Regions from separate parts of the Rattus norvegicus genome. Here region 1 is linked to region 2. A link is a contact called in public Hi-C data. All regions are on one chromosome and are shown on one strand. The core of a region is the stretch at or near the end of the contact, and the rest is flanking DNA. Distances in the headings are between cores, read along the strand shown. Region 1 holds the start of Siah1 (siah E3 ubiquitin protein ligase 1). Region 2 has its middle 20 kb from the start of N4bp1.

The links. Hi-C and Micro-C count contacts between places; a contact is called where the count stands out from the background.
Region 1: a Hi-C map of Schwann cells shows a contact between it and region 2, with 7 times the contacts expected there. The contact joins the promoter of Siah1 here to the enhancer-like site in region 2. A contact is called at or near these places in 2 of 12 Hi-C or Micro-C datasets (Schwann cells and frontal cortex).

Annotation. Positions count from the first base shown.
Region 1 is chr19:36,550,837-36,553,545 of GRCr8, reverse strand. It overlaps Siah1 (siah E3 ubiquitin protein ligase 1), which reads right to left and starts at 1,381. Exons shown (of 2, transcript NM_080905.2): 1 at 1,204-1,381.
Region 2 is chr19:36,375,280-36,378,007 of GRCr8, reverse strand. No RefSeq gene overlaps it. Among named protein-coding and RNA genes, the nearest start is that of N4bp1, 20 kb to the left of the region's middle. Within about 2 kb of position 1,312, at least 16 of the 93 cell types and tissues checked have an H3K27ac peak or open chromatin away from gene starts, as enhancers often do.

The DNA.
Region 1 (2,709 bases), core at 132-2,631, 180 kb before region 2:
CATAAACTAAAACTGCTAAAAGGAAACTTCATTTGACTTTCCAAATTCCACAATGTACTGTATCTACCAAGTCACATCCCCTATCACTCAAATCCCAAAATTCCATCATTTCAGAAAGCATATCATTGTCCTCTAAATCCTTTCATTTTTTTTAAACGGTAAAACCCAAATACTAACCCGATTTTATGTAACCCGATTTCAAACATTTTGGTCTATGTACTTCCAATGCATCCATGCCAAAATAACTTAAGCGTATGTTATGAGGCAAGGGTCTTTAGCAGTAATCATTTACTCTGATCGCTTAGTACTTACTCTAAGAGCTCTCTGCACATCAACTATTTCCCATCTCGTTCTCAAAGGCTTAAGCCAAATACTCTCCATTAGACCCATTTTTCAGATTAGGAAGATGAAGCACCAAAATCGTGCCCAAGGTCACAAACCGGTGGGGCAGGATTTGAATCAAAGCAGGAGGACAGAGTTCGGAGCCCAAGCTCCAAATGCTTTAACGAGTTAACATTTCACCCTGGACAGTCGCCTATCAAGAAATGGTAAATGTTCAACGCTAAGAACAGCAGTTAGATGCCCTGTCCTGCATCCACGTTCAGGGTTTCCATGACTTTGACAAATCAGCTAGATGGCCTCGTTTTCCAAATGCACAAATGTGACTCTTCTGCCAGGGTAAACAAATTCTGTATCTTTCCAGGAACGGACGGTCCGCAGCGGCCAGGGCGTGCACACTAAGTTGCATCTGGGAGCGTGGAGGAAGGACCCCGAACTATCCCGCAAAGGAAGCTGGGCGGAGCAAGGCTTAGGCTTAAAGGCTGGAGCGGCCCAGGCGGGCGTCCGCGCGCTCGCTCGTGGCGACATAAACAAGGGAGGAGGCTGCGTTCTTCCCCGCACAATAAAGGCGCGGGTCCGGGGGAGGCCACCCTCCCAGAGCCGCCGAGGCAAGGCCGGACCGCGGCCCGCGCAGCGCGCGGCTGACCTCCGCCATGTTGGCCGTACACCGGGCCGCACAACAAAGACTGAGCGAGGGCGCGGGCCATAGCTTCGGCGCGCCCGCCCGCCCTCCGCCTCCCCTCACCGCCGCTCTCGGCTGGGCCCGCCCGGAGAGGCCGAGACAAAGGCGCCGCGGCTCCGCAAGGGGACCCGCCAGCCCTCCCCGGGCCGCAGCCGGCTCCTCCCTCCAGGCCGCCCGCTTACCTGTGGGCGGAGAGCGCGCCGCGGACCCCGGCCCCGTCTAACGCGCCCGGTCGCCAGCTGCCGCCGCCGCCACCGCCGCCACCGCGGACCGCGCCTCCACCTCTCCCGGCGCCGAGACCGACGGGACACCCTGGGCCGCCGCCCTCGAGAGCGCGCCCGCCCGGCAGCCCGGCTTCCCTGCCGCCGCCGCCGCCGCCGCCCCGCGCGCTCTCGAGCTCGCCGCGCGCGCCCGCTAAGTACCACACACTGCGGCGGCCGCCATGAGCGGGCGCGCGCAAAGAGCCCGGCTGGGAGGGGCTTCCGACGGCCGCGCAGGCGCAGAAGCGGCTGGCGGCTGCGGCCCGCGCGCGTACCGCGCTACTGGTTCCCGCGGTGGCGGTTGGCGTCGAGACGCTTCGGTTACCGGAGCTGCACCCCGAGCATCCCCGCGAGGCGGCCGTGCTGTCTCGGGCCCTTCCTATGGAATTGACTTGGTTTTGCGCCGGCCTCTCCCGGGGCCCGCGGCCTGTAGCGGCCGCCACGACCCCACTGCTGGAGGAAGAGAGGGCCGCGCCTCCCGGTAGGCTAGTTGAAAGCTGGCCAGTTAGAAGCACGCCTTTAACTCCACTTCCCCACTTATCTGGGACGCTCCTCGTTGGGGACTGTCCATCCTGCTACTTTAGATTAAAAAGCAGCCGGGCACTAGGGAAGCAGAACCAGGATCTTCACAAGTTTGGGGCCAGTCTGCTCTATGTAGAGGGTTCTAGGACTTCACGGTGAGATGCTGTATCCAAAATAAATGAAGACCCCCATCTTAAGAGCTAGGCGTGCATTCGTGAGGAGTTCTTGCCTAGGATAAGACTCAGTTCCTAGTTGCCAGTGAAGGGGTAGAAGCCTTTAAATTCGATTCTGTGGTGTGAGATTCTTGGGAGGTCAGAGGACCACTTGTGGGGTGCTGGGGGTGGAGCGCGAGTGGTCCGCCTTGGTGGCAGGGCCTCTGCTAAGCCATCTCACAGAGTTGGTTACAGTCTTTTGATGGATTCCTCTGTCTGACTAAGTTAACGGAATGTCAGGCATTTACAAATCCTGAGCGGATTTTCAGGGAAGAACTGTAGAAATGCAATGCTGTGAGGAAAGTACTTTTTCTATGGGATTTCAAGGAACCAAGAAAGTCCCCTCTCAGCCTTTCCATCAGCACAAACTCCCGCCCCCCCTTCTAGAACCCAAATGTGTTCTCAAACAATGTTCAGCTTTCCTCAACATATTTGTAATATGTGCCTGTGCTGATACCTCATCAGCCTTCCTCTGAGACCATTAGCACATCCAAACAGTTGAAAACGTTACTAAATTAATTAGATAAATAGATGCACCACATACTATTAATCTGTTGGTCCGCTAAACTCAAAAGCCAGATAAATAGCTTGCATTATGTAGGTCCATGAAGATTGTCGATATTGGTTATCTTCATTTCTTTTTTGTTTTTTTTTTGTTGTTGTTGTTTTTTTGGTTTTTTTTTTTTTTTTCCGG
Region 2 (2,728 bases), core at 63-2,562:
AACTCTGTGTGCTCTTGCAAGATGCAGAGAGCTTTCCTCATGTGGGACTTTTCCCGGGGAGACAGCGCACAAGTGAATTTTGGCCCCAGATAGGGGGTAGTTTTGTTTGTTTTCACAACTTGATTCAGGCCAGTGGGAAGAGAGAACTTCAACTGAGAAAATGCTTCCTTCAGATTGGCCTACAAGCAAGTCTGTGGGCTATTTCCTTGATTTGTGATTGATGGGAGAGGGCTCAGCCCATGGAGGCCATGATGCCACTGGGCAGGTGGCCTTGGGATGAAAGCAGGCCTAGCAAATCACGAGGAATGAGGTATTAAGCAGACCTCCATGGTCTCTGCTTCAGTTCCTACCGATGGGTACCCACTCTCAGCTCTTGCCCTGACTTTTCTCAGTGCTGGAGTAGGACCTGGGAGTTTTCTGATGAGATAAATCCTTTCCTTCCCAATTTGCTTTTAATCATGGCCTTTATCACATCAATAGAAAGCAAACTAGAGGGCTGGAGAGATGGCTCAGTGGTTAAGAGCGCTGACTGCTCTTCCAGAGGTCCTGAGTTCAATTCCCAGCAACCACATGGTGGCTCACAACCATCTCTAATGGGATCCGATGCCCTCTTCTGGTGTGTCTGAAGACAGCTACAGTGTATTTATATACAATAAATAAATCTTAAAAAAAAAAAGAAAGAAAGAAAGCAAACTAGAACAGAAGGTGCATAAAATTTGCTCCCTGAGCACAGATATACATTTAGGTTTTCTTTCCCCCTAGATACTTCTGCCTAAGAGGAGCTGCCCAGGGGATGGGCTGGAGTGTGTGCTAGTACCTGGACTGTCATTGAATAGCTACCACTTCATCTGAGTGAGTTCGTCTGGACCACCAACTTTTAGAAGGCGAGATCATACCCATCTTACAGACAAAGAAACAGAGGCCTAAAGCAATCAAGTGCCTCACCTGGAACCCTTGTGACTAGGAAGGGACAGAAGAGGCACAGCACGTTGTTGCGATGGGTAGGGCTTCCCTGTAGGTCTGAGGTGACAGAGGTTCCTTGGTTCCTTAGGACCGAGACCTGTAGGATAAAGGGCTATATAATCTTTCTACATCCCTGGGTCACAGGAGATAGATCACAAACCCCAACTCTTCTTAAAAGAGGCTGTAGGTGCTGAGGTAAATCCCTGAAGCGTCCTCCTGCAGCAGCCCTGAGTCTGGGGCTGTGAGGAGCCTGCATTAGGATTTGCTGTAGAATTTCACCTGACCTCTCTTTGGCTGAGAAACCAAGACTAGAGTGAAGTGTGCTTCCCACAGCCCAGTGGATCTTTCCCTAGACCAGAACTTGATCAGCCAGGGCTCCTCAAGCACACAGGCTCCTGGGGTTGTTTAGTAAAGGATCACTGGCACCTCCTTGTCCCTTCCCAAGAGGTGTCTTTCCTCTTGTCCCCTTCCCGCTCCAGCCACAGGCCACCTCCGCTACAGCAAGGGAAGAGTTGAGAGAGTGTGGGAGAAGCAGTCAACCAGCTGGGGTGGGGTGGGGTGGGGTGGTAAGGAACGTGCCTCCTTAAGATGCTAAGACTCCGGGGTCAGGCTGTCTCACAGGAAGCTAGGCCTCCGCCCTTCCCCTCAAGCTTCCTATTAAAAATAACGGATGCTTCCTGAAGCGTTCCCATGTGGCAGGAAGGCTCAGCTCAGAGCTGCCAGGTTACCACCAAGATTCCTTCTGTTTTGCAATGGATAGGATAGGGAGGTCCCATTTCTGCCTTTCTGCCTTACCTCCTCTCCCTCTTCATCATCTCTGCCTTCTTTCTATTCAGAATTCCCGATAGAAGGCCTTCTAAGCTACTCTTTGCGCTACAGTGTGGGGGAAAAAAATCACCAATAATATGTCAGGTAATTCAATGGCAAGCAGACTGGAAAAAGTTGTAACTACTGTGTATTTGGTTTTTGCTCTTTTCTGTTCTGAGAAAAGTTATCATGGCAACGAATGGTTTCCCTTGCGATTATATTCAATTTCAAAAACAAGTTTAAGAGCAACTTAAGTGCTCACAGGGCGTGTGGCTGTTTCCAGAGCCATGAAGAGGGGCTTAAACGTGGGAACAAGCATCCTAGCTGCTGATCCTGGACCTTGTGCATTATGAGCACGTGGGCTAATTGTGTGACCTTTGAAAAAGCCACACTCAGGTTTAAGGGATGGTTCAGCACCCTGCACTGGTGAAAACCTTCTCATGCAGAGAGGCTTGGCTTTGCCTGTCCTGTAGGACATGTGCCTAACCTCATTTCTGTTTCCTTTGGGGGATGGGTGTGGGGGGAATGGGTGGCGGCGGCGGTGTTTGTTTTTGTGTTTTACATAAGCTTTCCTTCTGTAGCTTAGGCTGGCCTGGAACTTTCTAGGTAGCTGGGGCTGGTTTTGAACCTACAGAAATCCTCAGAGTACAGGTACGAGCTCCTGTGTTTATCTGACAGTTATTTCAAGGAGGATATTTCAGTTCCCTCACTCTTTTCCCTTCTTGCCAAGGTCGTGCTCAGACTCCGAGCTAGAGGATAAAGAGAACATCTCACAGGTTTTTGCACCTAATAACTTGTCAGCTACTGAATAGCGCTGAAGGAAACGCTTGAGCTTTGAATCGCCTACGCCCTTGGCGCCACCTGCTGGTCACATCACGCCAATGCAGGTCTGTTCAGGGGAGAATCCTGAGAACCCTGAGAATCCTGAGCCAATACTTTACTTCAGCATCTCCAAGCT